Linked DNA regions of Mus musculus: region 2 is linked to region 1. A link is a contact called in public Hi-C data. All regions are on one chromosome and are shown on one strand. The core of a region is the stretch at or near the end of the contact, and the rest is flanking DNA. Distances in the headings are between cores, read along the strand shown.

What was found. A called contact is a pair of places that touch in the nucleus more often than the background predicts.
Region 2: a Hi-C map of CD8 T cells shows a contact between it and region 1, with 3 times the contacts expected there. The contact joins two enhancer-like sites. A contact is called at or near these places in 13 of 484 Hi-C or Micro-C datasets (the 3T3-L1 cell line, the AML12 cell line, CD8 T cells and 9 more), 2 of 115 datasets of contacts at active chromatin or transcription factors (embryonic stem cells and memory CD8 T cells) and 2 of 9 other capture datasets (adipose tissue and macrophages).

The regions. Positions count from the first base shown.
Region 1 is chr6:29,823,058-29,829,374 of GRCm38.p6, forward strand. The region is part of intron 1 of Ahcyl2 (S-adenosylhomocysteine hydrolase-like 2); the gene reads left to right. Among named protein-coding and RNA genes, the nearest start is that of Ahcyl2, 58 kb to the left of the region's middle. Within about 2 kb of position 4,679, at least 73 of the 459 cell types and tissues checked have an H3K27ac peak or open chromatin away from gene starts, as enhancers often do. A contact at or near this core is called in CD8 T cells and memory CD8 T cells, where this site is marked.
Region 2 is chr6:30,062,383-30,069,189 of GRCm38.p6, forward strand. All of the region lies in intron 1 of Nrf1 (nuclear respiratory factor 1), which reads left to right. Among named protein-coding and RNA genes, the nearest start is that of Nrf1, 18 kb to the left of the region's middle. Within about 2 kb of position 3,834, at least 9 of the 459 cell types and tissues checked have an H3K27ac peak or open chromatin away from gene starts, as enhancers often do. A contact at or near this core is called in CD8 T cells and memory CD8 T cells, where this site is marked.

The sequences.
Region 1 (6,317 bases), core at 3,429-5,928:
ATAAGTTCAGGCAAATATCCTTGTATTTAAAACCAAAGAAACCCACAATATACTTTTTTTTTTTAGATTTTATTTATTTATTAAATGTAAGTACACTGTAGCTGTCTTCAAACACACCAGAAGAGGGCATCAGATCTTGTTACAGATGGCTGTGAGCCACCATGTGGATGCTGGGATTTGAACTCAGGACCTTTGAAAGAGCAGTCGGTGCTCTTAACCACTGAGCCATCTCTCCAGCCCCTACACAATATACTTTTACAAAGCAAAACAAAACAAAACAAAATGACAAAAACAACTCCTGCTTTTTTTTTTTTCATTTCTAGACACCATGATTTCTAAGTACCTTGTTTATAAGGAGCTATGTTGCAGCTCTAAAGACAGTGTCAGGCATTAAGAACATGGTGCCTGGTTCCATTTGAACAGGCATCTGAGTCTTTTCTCATTGTACTAAATTATATACCCCCATCAGTGTGGATCCTCCAAGTGTCAAGTGTCAAGACAGACTGTGTTGCAAGATGAATTGGTTTAGCATCTAAGAACAATAAGGGTCAGCCGGGCGTGGTGGCGCACGCCTTTAATCCCAGCAGTCGGGAGGCAGAGGCAGGCAGATTTCTGAGTTCGAGGTCAGCCTGGTCTACAGAGTGAGTTCCAGGACAGCCAGGGCTACACAGAGAAACCCTGTCTCGAAAACCAAACCAAACCAAAACAAAACAAAACAAAACAAAACAAAACAAAACAGAACAAAAAAGAACAATAAGGGTGAAAGAAGCCAGAAGTAGCAGTGTGAGTTTTCAGAATGTGATGTAAACCACTTGCCTGTGAGATTCTTATCTCTTAGAGAGGTGAGAGTGGATTGGAGATGTTCCCACGAGGTTCAGTTGAGAAAAATTCCAGATAGGCTCACACAGTCGCCAAGCAGAGCTTGCCTGTTCTTTGGAATCCTGTAGAGCAGTGGTTCTCAATGTTCCTAGTGCTGTGACCCACTTTCTCACTTAGTGGTGATTCTCCAACCATAAAATTGTTTTAATTGCTACTTCATAAAAGTGTGATTTTGCTATTGTTATAAATCATAATGTAAATGTCTGTGTTTTCTGATGGTCTTAGAATAGCCCTGTGAAAGTGTTGTGGGTAAGGAATACTACCCCTGCCAAGGCATGATTTATACAGTCTTAGGTGGTTTCTAGATCAGTGGTTCTCAACCTGGGGATTGCAGTCTCCTCAGGGGCCAAACAACCCTTTCACAGGGTCACCTAAGAGTATTGGGAAACACGGATATTTACATTATGATTTATAACAGCAGAATTATAGTTGTGAAGTAGCAGTGAAAATAATGTTATGGTTGAGGGTCACCACCACAGGAGGAACTGTAGTAAAGAGTCGCGGCGTTAGGAAGGTTAAGAACCAATGTTCTAGTGTACTTTTACAGCAGAGTAGAGGAGAATCTCTTTGCTCAGGACATTTCAAGACCCTAAGTTAATAATCAATCTCTCTCTCTCTCTCTCTCTCTCTCTCTCTCTCTCCCTGTGTGTGTGTGTGTGTGTATGGGTGTGTGTGTGTGTGTTTGATAGCTTTTCCACATTAAGTAAATGTGTATCACTCATTGGCCATAACTACTGTAGTTTGAGAAATGACAGGAAAATTATCATGTGTTTCTTTTTTCTTCATATTGAATAACGTATTTTAAAAGTAAGATCATGAAAACGTTGAAAGGAGTCATCAGTAATGGTATAAAATCCAGACTTCATAACTGAATCATAAAAGTTAACCTCCACATAGGAGATGAGCAAGAGCGGGGAAACCCCTTCTTGCACTTGTTAGAATCCTATATTTAAAGTTTTTAAAATTTTGTTTTATGGGTATGAATGTTTTGCCTGCTCTCTCATATATACATACACACACACACACATACACACACACACACACACTGTGTGCATACCCAGTGCCTATGGAGGTTCCCTTGAGTCCGGAGCCAGCGTGGGATCTGGGAATTGAACCCAAGTCCTCTGGAAGAGCAGCCAGTGCTCTTAGCCACGGAGCCATCTCTCCAGCCTCTCAAGACATGAATATTTTTAAAATCTATAACATCCTACGTAGACAAAGGAATATAGAGATGAGCAGTTTTTATTCATGATGATGAGAATATAAGTTGGTACTTTTCTGGTATGCACATTGGCAATAGAGAATATTATTTCTTTTCTCTTAGAATTCTACTTCTTGGAATTTAAAGAAATAAGCCAAGTACGGTGGTACACACTTGTCTTGCCAATTCATTTTGTTTTGTTTTATTTTACTTCCTCTTGCATAGCTGTGACCACAATACAAAAGAGGACAATTTAACGTGAAGAATTAATTATTTTGGCTCCCTGTCTGAGATTTCAGCCCATTGGCTCTGTTTCTGGATCAGTGGCAAAGCCGTTCACTGAGAATGAGGAACAGGAAGCAGAAAAGCTTAGGACCACAAGTGAGACACAGCTCAAGAGGCCACCCTCCCACTGACCACTCCTTCAACTAAATCTCCCCCATTTTACCATTTCTCAACAATGCCATGATATTCTGAGTTTAATGAAGAGTAATTGACCAGGTCACTTTTTATGGCTTAGAAGGCTGTGCTAACTTGAAAGCCTGAGTTTGACCTCTGGATTTCAGAGGAAGAAGAAAACCAAATCTTAAAAGTTGTACTCTGATCTACACACACAAAGCGACTACTATTAATAATAATTAAAGTAAACAAATGATTGGCCCACAGTCAACTAAAAAAGGAGGAGGAAGAGAAGATCAGGCCCCTTTCTAAAAGTTCATCAGCTGACATCCATACCTGCAATAAATGAGCCGGCTGGGGCCATTTCATACGCAAGCTGTAACATGGAAGCAAGAGACTCACTAGTCGAGTCTGGGCTACACAAGCTGCTTTTCTCACACAAAGATAAAAAGGTGCTAAGGCTACAGCTTAGTTGGTAGAATGTGTTGTTCAAACCCCTGCACCACGTAAGACCTGGTGTGATTGTGCACTTCTATAACATAGCACTTGGGAGATGGGCTTAGGAGGATCAGAAATTATAGGTCAGCCATCGTTGGCTACACAGCAAGTTTGAAGCCAGCCTGTCTCAAGAAATGCTTGCCTTGTATACAGAAAGCCCTGGGTTCTATCCCTGGCACCATATAAGACAATCCCAGCACTGGGGAGGTGGAGGCAGGAGGGTCAGAAGTTCAAGGTCATCCCTGGCTACAGTAAATTAGAAGCTGGCTTGGGCTACATAAGAACTGGTCACATCAAGAAGAATAGCAATAAAAATATTTAGATTTATGACTGTGTATGGTGGTATTCATCTGTAATCAGAACTTCTGAGGCTAAGGTAAAAGGATCTTGATTTTGAGACCAGCTTGTGCCGTATAGCAAGTCCAGTCCAGCCTTTGAGCTGTGTAGTTAGATTCAATCAAAATCAAGACTAGAGGCTGAGGAAATAGCTCACTTGTTATTAGCACGCCTAAAGTCCTGAGTTGATCCTGAATAGGTAAAAGAAAGGCTTAGTGTGTTCAATTACTATTTATAATATAAACTTAGAATCAGGTTAATATATGACAGTTGAGATTTTTTTAGATAATAGGGCTCTTTTATTTTAATTTCTTATTTTTATGTGTATGAGTATTTTTCCTACACATGTGCCTGTGCATTTAGGAGACAGAAGCAGGCAGATTTCTGGGAGTTCAAGGATGCCCTGGTTTACATTATAATTTTGAGGCCAGCTAGAATTACAAAGTGAGACCCTGTCTCCAAAAAACAAAAGAAAAGGAAGAGCTAGCACTCAAGGCTTTGTTTTTGTTTTTACTGTTAAGTTAATCTGTGTCTCTTTTCTTCTTATACCCTCTCTGCATGTGTCATGTTTGTGTGCGTGTATGTGTGTGTGTGTGTGTCTGTGTGTGTATATGTATGTCTATGTCTATTTCAGGAGGGCTATGTGTATGCCTGTGTATCTCTCTGTGTGTCTCTGTGTGTATGTGTTTCTGTGTATGGGTGTCTGTGCTTGTGTGTATCTGTGTATATATCTATGTATCTATATGAGTATGTCTGTGTGTTTATGTGTGTGTGCCTATGTATGTGTGTGTGTATGTGCTTAAAGCTTTTTTTAAGGATATTCATTTTATAACAGGATGGTGGTGGGCTTAAAATAGCCCCCCACATATTATGTTTCTAGTTATGTTCTAAAGACATACTTCTTAGCTTGGGTGTATTCACTCTTGATCCCTGAAACTTCCTCTTGGCACTAGTTTATAAAAGCCAGAATGTTGAAATAGCCCTGTTAGTTTGAGATCTGAAGGTGTGAACTCTTTCAGAAACATAATTGAAACCATTACTCAGTTCTGTAATTTGGGATCACTCAGCAACAAGCTACGGAAGTGAGAGGTGCAACAGCACACAGCAGTGCCTGGTTCCTCTCTTAGCTTTGTACTAGAAAAGTCTTCTCTATCTAGTCTTTATCAAAGTCTTGTGTGCTTATTTAAAGTCTTTTCTCCTGAATGGGAAGAGTTTGAACCAATTATAAGCAAATAACCCTTTTTGTGCCTTCCTTTATGTGTATTTCTGTTGCCATGTCAACAAAATATAGCTAACATTGAGTAAACCAGTGGGTGCTTGTATGCTACCTCCCTAGGGGAAGGTAAGTGTGGAGAAGTAGAAGGGGCCAAATTGAGAACAAAGAATGCTTCTCCCCTTGGCTCTCCATTAGCTGGCTGTTTCAGTCCTCACACACACACACACACACACACACACACACACACACAAAACCCGTTTCAGCTGTTCAGAGATACAGCTAATATGTCTTATTCTTTTGCATGTTAGAACCTTGTCACTATTTGGGGTAAAATAACTGTTATAAGCTATCTTTCAGAACCAGGAAACCCAAAAATAAATGGTGATACTTACGAAATTTATATTTTGGGGGCTCAAAGGCTTACATTGTGCATATTGGTGTTGAAAGTACTTCCTGAGTGACAAGTAACTGCTTAGTCAGTAATTTACAGTCACAACCAACAAACAATGGTGGCAGAGACCTAAAACACATGGCATGCTTTTAGAACATATATTTGGTATATCAGTGGGGTGAATCCTAAAGGTGAAATCATTAGGTCAAAAACTACCTAACGTTTTAAGATTGCGAGAGTGATACCCAAACAGCTCTTCACAGTGACTGCATGTGCACCAGGAATGTCAGAAAAAGATCTTTCTCTATACATAGGAAGGGTCCTTTAAAACAGAATAGATATTTGAACATCTAGCAGCCACTTGAGAAGTAGCGGCAGGAGGATGCTTGATCCTTCTTGTAAGCACAAAAATGAAACCCCTAAACTTTGCATCAGGTTTGTGGTAGAAAGAACTGGCAACAACCCTTGCCTGTTTCTTTTAGTGGCCTCAGGTCCTGTCTGCACTTCTTCTGTGCAGCTATTCGAATCCACACCATCAGGTAACTGATTTCACAATTTTGTCTTTTTAGTCTCTTATTTTCTCACCCCCTCTTCTTTTTTTGTTATTTTTCTCCTTAAAATTGCTAAAGCTTATCCTCCCACACTTCAATCATAATTTTTTGTGGAGGGTAAAAGAGAGCTGAGTTTTGAGTTCTTCCATGTTTGAAAATACCCATGTTCTTTTCTTACACACTTCTTGCTATTCGGCCTATGTTAGGAATTTGCTAATTGACTTCTCCAGTGTTGCTTGTTAAGCTTGGCTCCTCCAGTTTCTGTTGAGCTCCTCTGCCAACCCCTAGTGAACCCTTAACATAACCCAATTAACCCTTGGTCATTGGGTTAATTTTTAATAAAATTTAAGTGTGGCTTGGTAAGAACTTTCTTAGATGTTAGCAGGAAATTGGATGAAAATTTCCCCTCCCATTTCTGAGATATAGTACAAACTAGATGATTTTTTTTCTCAGTTGCTTCATCACTTGTATCTACTTTCACTTCCTTTGTGTGGCGGTTCACAACATTTAGCCAAGAAAATGATCCAGCAGGTGCTAGCTCACATAGTCAGTTGTTCCAGTGGGAAGACAGTTCTGCACACTTAATACTTTATACTGTTACACTTCCAGATAGTGTAGGGAAGGAAACCTTCTCTGCCCATCTCAGGTTCACTCGCTTGGCCTGTAACTTACAGCAATAGAAGATATTAATGAAAGAGAAGCAAACAAAAGATTATTAACAAGCAGTGGGTCTTTAATACGCACATGCTATGTGCATTAAGAGGTGACTAACTGAACAGGGTAGTTAGAATTCAGACTTACAGCACAGTTTAACACCAACCAGTATATTTGTAGCCAAGTGACAAG
Region 2 (6,807 bases), core at 2,584-5,083, 240 kb after region 1:
TGAGCCACCATGTGGTTGCTGGGATTTGAACTCAGGACTTTCAGAACAGCAGTCAGTGCTCTTAATCGCTGAGCCATCTCTCCAGCCACTAAAAATGTTTTATATTGAGAAGAACTTTATATTATAAAATGGCAGTTCCAGTAAGATCACCAGTGGGTGCAAGCCTGAGCTGGATTGTCCCTAGGTCCCCTTGGGAAAGGAGAGAACCAACTCCCTAAAGTTATCACCTCCTCATGGACACTGTGGCACATGTCCAAACTTAGAACACATCACACATACACATATACACAACGGGGAGAGAGAGAGTGGGTATGCACAAGAATTAGCTGGGCCTGGCTACATACCCTCAGCCTTTGGGAGGCGGAGGCAGAAGGAGGTCAGGGTCATCCTTGCCTTAAGTCCAAGGCTATCCTAGGCTACACCAGGGCTTGGCTTTCCTTTTTCCTTCCTTCCTTCCCTTATTTCCTGACCCCTACCCCTTCCTTTCCCTTTGCCCCTTGCCCTTTCATTGCCCTGGCTAGCATGGAATTCACTATGTAGCCAACCCCAAACTCTTGGTGAGCCTGCTTAAGCCTGAAGGTGCAAAGACTACAGGCAGAAGCTGTGATGCCCGGCTGAGAATCCTAAGGGAAAGGTGCTTTGAGTGGACTGGGGCCTTAACCACGGAGGAACAGCTACAGTCTACAAGATGATAAAGATTTTTAAATCTACCATCCTAAGATAACTGTTTCCTTGGTTGTGTGTGTGTGTGTGTGTGTGTGTGTATGTGTGTGTTGTTTTCATTTAATACAAAAGGCATTTGGTTTTATGGATTATGTAAAATTGGAAAATAGTCACATACAGCTGTAATCTAATTTTTGTTGAAAAGGTAAAAGAAAACAAAGGAATATTCCCATATGAGACATGCCTAGTAAATGTACCAAATATTGAGTGTGTGATTATAAAGACATCATATAACAGCATCTAAGAAGTTAGGTGATGGGCTGGAGAGGTGGCTCAGAAGTTACGACTACTCTTCCAGAGGTCCTGAGTTCAAATCCCAGCAACTGCATGGTGGCTCACAACCATCTGTAGTGAGATTTGATGGCCTTTTCTGATGTGTCAGAAGACAGCTACAGTGTACTTAGGTATAATAAATAAATAAATAAATAAATAAATAAATAAATAAATTTTTAAAAGGTGATATTGCTTAGCATATTTTAAATTTTTTTCTGAGGGGTGGGAGTCAGCTCAGAGGGTAAAACTATTTGGCACATCAGTCTGACCTGAGTTCAATCCCCAGAACCCACCAAAAAAAGCCAGATGTGGTGATCTACATCTGTCACCCAAGCACTTCTATGGTGAGATGGTAGATAGAGATAAGAAAATACCCTGGAAGGTTGCTGGCCAACTAGTCTGGAGTATGCAGCAGCGTGGCCGAGACAATGAAAGCCAGGCAGAGAGAGAACCGGCTCCCTAAACGTTGTCTTCTGTGCGAGCCTGTGCACGCAAGCTTGTACTTGTTCATCATAGCACACTAACAAAGCAATTTTACATTTTTTTCATACGCTTTTTCTAGTAAACATATTTACCAAATAGGTGATACGGACCCCTTTAAATATGTTAAGTACTATTTTGGTTTTATTTTTTATTTTTTATTTAATTTTTTAATAGACTGGCTCTTACTCTGGAGTCCTGGCTGGCCTGGAGATCTGCCTCCTGAGTGCTGATAGGAAGGCCATCACCCATATGCCTGACTATCTTAAGGCGTTTGTTTGTTTTTATGAGAAACCATGAAAATGAAACAATACAGATATTTCTGTGCTGTTAAACAGGGGTACTATGTATGTATTGCTTATACTTTTATCTTGGCAATTTGAGGTCACTATAGAAAGCAAATTACTGGCCTGTATTGGGATTTCCTTCAGGGCAGTACCTTTGTATTAATTTCTCTTGTACACCTTTTGGTTAGCATTTTATCGGCAGGTGGGTGCCACTTCAAGGAGAGAGGAGAAAGACCATGGCATGGAGTTTGAAGTAGTTTTCCCACTAAGGCTGCAGTGGGAAAGCTGCCAGCAACCTTGTCTCTTTAATGGATAAACCGGAACTACTGTCCTGATCTTCCTCTGTCAGTCCATACATTCATATATTCAGCACTAAAGAATTGTGAGCTGTGAATGTGTTTACAATTAATAAATGGCGCTTTACCATTTCCAGTAACATACTGTGGACATTTTACTTATGAATAAAGCACTTTGTCCTTCGGGTCTTGTGTGGTATTCCTCTGAACTAACAGGGCTGCTACCCTGTTGTGCACAGCACATGGACACTGTTATAGAGAGTGACATAGGTGGTCTGTACACCGCCACTGTGCTCGATGTGTTTGTAGTACTCCCCTCTTGCAGAGATTGTAGTTTGTATTTTCTTACGGATGCTGTCTTGGCAGAATTGAGCATAACACATTAATTCCAGATATTTCTGCAATGAGAAAGGGAGTTGACCAAATGAGCTAAGAAAGTTGGGCAAGCAGCTGTTGGTGGGTTGAGAGCCATCACCTATGCCCATTGTGGCCAGGACCAAATGAGATTTCACTTGATGCCTCTTTTCCTCCTTTTACGAATTGTATCAAAGAACGCATTGAGAAAATGTCAATGAGAAAAATGTGTTATTCTCCCCATTTTCATCTCCCCCTTGTCTGGAGACTACCCTTCTAAAATACTTTATTAGAACCACTGCAGACTTTGACTTGTCACTAGGGAATTTGGGTATTTTTTTAAATTAATGTTGTATAAACATGTAGGCACTTCAGGTGTCTTTAAACTTCTAGGGTAACATTTTAGAAATGGATACCCCTTTAGACTTATGGGTCTATTGCAGATTAAACCAGTTCTACAATAGAGTTGTTCATTCCAATTTTAGGTGGTCTTTTAGTTTTATAATCAGTCACTTTCTAAACTCCATTGCCTTTACTCCTGCAGCCTGCTGTTCTGTTTTCGTATCTAGAAATCAAACATATTTTTCTTTAGACCGCTGTGCTTTTGCCTTGATTTTAGTGATATACTAAATTTATTTTTAAGTAACTCTAGATAGTTTAGTTTAATGAATTGCAAAGTAAATGTGGAAATTTTAACTTTTTTTTTTTTTTTTTTTTTTTTTTTTGAGAAAGTCCCTTACTATGTAGCCGTGGCTGGCCTGGAACTTGATATGTAGACCTGCTGGCTCTTGAACTCATAGAAATCTACCTGCCTCAGTGCTGGGATTAAGGAGTGGTCTACCACATCCTACAGAAATTTTAACTTTTGATCAACTAAGAAAAGTTCAAATTTGCATTTCTGATACTGTTTGGAATTCTTGGGAGACTTTTTTTTTCTTTTGGTATTTGGAAAGGTTTGTCTTATTATTAAGTAACAAAATAGGTACTATTTATCTACCTTAACATATTTGACGTGTTTTCTTCTCCAAGTAATTTAAACAGTTCTGTTTCACATCCATGTAACAAGTGAGTTCAAGGGATTGAATGGCTTTCTATTCCCATTTGTCTGCTTTCTTTCATAATACCAGTTTCACAGTTGTGTTAATTCAGTGTGGTTCTATTTATTACTACAAAAAGTAAACCTTCCTTTGGATGGTGGCTCACATCTGTAATTCCAGCAATCATGGTGCAGAGACAAGAGGCTGGACACACGAGTTTTAGGTCAACCTGGTCTACTCTGGCAAGTTCCAACCCAGCCCAGGGCCACACAGTGAGACCCTGAATAGAAAAGAAGGCAAAGCAACAAAGAAGTGACATCATTCAGAGAGAAGCACTTTCACAGGCCTTTCTTTTTCTGGCGTGGTGTGGTGTGGTGTGGTGTGGTGTAGCAGAACAGCCGTGGTTACTGCTGTTGCTGGCGTGTGAAGCAGGTATATCCCTGGTGTAGACCTGTGATACAGTCCCTGGAAGCTGGAAACAAGCTCAACCTCGTACAAAACACCAAAAGGAGAGCTCATGAAAGAAACTGTGTATTATTTTAGGCCTATAGAAGGCAATTTCATACTGTCTAGTGTAATAAAATATTAAACTGTCTTATATATAATGCTGGGCAGTGGTGGCACATGCCTTTAATCCCAGCATTTGGAAGACAGAGGCAGGTGGATTTCTGAGTTCGAGGCCAGCCTGGTCTATAGAGTGAGTTCCAGGACAGCCAGGGCTATACAGAGAAACCCTGTCTCGAAAAAACAAAACAAACAAACAAAAAAGCCACCAAAACCTGTCTTATAGACCTCAAAAAATTATGCATATTGCCAAGATTTTTTTCTGACAGGATTTTTTTTCTGACATTTCCTGTTTGCCCAGTAGCCAGTAGTTTACCTCATTTGTCTTTTCAGTTTAGTTCTGAAACAGGGTCTCATGCTGCCCAGGTTGGCCTTGTCTCCTCCCTATGACTGGCCTGCCTCCTCCTCAGCACTGGGAGTACAAGTGTGTGCCACCATGCCAGGTTTATACAGGTTTAAAGAATGTTGAACCCAGGGCCTTAGGCATGCTAGGCAGGTACTACCAGCGAAGCCACATCCTCAGCCTGGATGTCCTAACATCCATAAAGAAGAATATTTGAGCCAATTGAGGTATTAGGTACCTGGAATTCTAGCATTGCAGAAGTGGAGGCCGGAGGGCTACATAGCAAAGCCTTGTTTAAAAAGAAAATATGACAAAAGTCATAAGCAAATCCAATAGGTTATAACTAGTTTTGTAATGCTGCTACTTTTGAAAAAGTTAACAGTGGTGTTTCTGTAACTGATTTGCCAAGAAATTAATGGTCCTGGATCATAAATATTATCAACCTGACAGGTGGTGGTGCTGCACGCCTTTAATCCCAGCACTTGGGAGGCAGAGGCAGGCGGATTTCTGAGTTCGAGGCCAGCCTGGTCTACAAAGTGAGTTCCAGGACAGCCAGGGCTACACAGAGAAACCCTGTCTCGAAAAACCAAAACCAAAACCAAACAAAAAACAAAGATTATCATAATGCTTTTCACTGGGTAGACGGTCTTCAATAGTGCGAACAAGAAAGGTCACCTCAGTCCAGTGTAATGACACTCTGTCCTTCCGGCCCTTGTGGCATATGTATATGTTCGGCCCTCTTGTCCACCTGGTGACTCCAGTACAGCTGCTAGTGACCCTTTTGCTTCAGATGGCCAGTGAGGAAAGGGCAATTCTTAATTATAGTCTTCAGAAACAGAACAGAAATAACTTTTTTCTCAAAGCTGTTTACAAAAAGCCATCAGTTGTCATTCTGCTTAATGTTTCCCCTTAGAAGTTAGCATCATAACTCGTGACATTCACTCCAGCTCAAAAACTGACTGTTGAGTTCTTTGAGCTGCCAAATAAAACCTCTGGGAGTCTGGGACTGCAGATGTTCCTGGTTCCAATCCCTGTCACTAAAAAGAAGCAAAGTATTTCAAAATAGAAATAAGAAATAGCATGGGAACTAAACCCACTTTAACTGCTCTTTTACTGTCTTTCATCAAATCATCAGGAAATCTTGGCAGCTTTGCCACCAAAAACTCGACAGTGTCTCACAACCTCTGCTGCTGCTCCCTGGTCTAAGTCAGGTTCATGTCTTAGTAGTAGCCTTATAGTAATTCCAGTCTCCACCCTCCTTCAGCCTGATCCTTTTACACATCATCACAGTGACCATTAAAAACAGAAATTAGAAAATTAGATTGTGCTGGATAGTCGTATGTTAGCTAGACAGAAATAAGTTACCTGAGAGGAAGACACCTCAGTTAAGAAAATGCCTTCCTAAGACTGGGCTGTAGGCAAGCCTCTAGGACATCTTCTTAGTGATTGATGGGGGAGGGCCCAGCCCATGTGAGTGATGTCATTCCTCCACTGGTAGTCCTGTGTTCTATAAGAAAGCAGGCTGAGCTAGCTAGCCATGGGGAGTCAACAGCATCCCTCCACAGCTTCTGTCCTGACTTCCTTCATGATAAACAGTGATGGAGAAGTGTAAGCCAGATAAACCCTTTCCTCTCCAACTTGCTTTTTGGTCATAGTGTATTATCACAGGGATAGAAATCTAAGCTAAGACATAGATGATAACTGTACTCATAAAAATCTTCCAAAGACTTTCCATCTCACTCTGAAGTCCAAGGATCTTACCTACCCACAAGTTTTGATCCCTGGTGTTGCTTCTGTTGTCTCACCTGCCACCCCTGTCCACATGTAGGGTCCATTTTGCTGTCCTGCTATCCATACCAGGGACACACCAGAGAACTAGAGTTTGGTGCCCAGATCCATATAAATACTAGGTGCCACTTGTAATGCCAGCCTCAGAAAGTGAAGACAAGGGCCGGGCGGTGGTGGCCCATGCCTTTAATCAGGCCAGCCTGGTCTATAGAGTGAGTTCCAGGACAGCCAGAGCTACACAGAGAAAAGGAAAGGAAAGGAAAGGAAAGGAAAGGAAAGGAAAGGAAAGGAAAGGAAGACAACTGGAGACAAGGAGTGCCCAATGCAAGCTGGCTGGTGAGACTAGTCAGACCTCCAAGCTATGAGTTTGATAGACTCTGCCTCAGTGAATAAGGGGTGAGAACAATCAGAAGATGAGTTAAGACCTTGGACTTGGGGGCTGGTGAGCTGGCTCAGTGATTAAGAGTGCCGACTGCTCTTCCAAAGGTCCTGAGTTCAAATCCCAGCAACCATATGGTAGCTCACAACCATCCATAACGAAATCTGATGCTCTCTTCTGGAGTGTCTGAAGACACATTACAGTGTATTTACATATAATAAATAAATATTTTAAAAAAAGACATTGAACTTGGCCCTCCAGGGGCACGTGCACATACACATGC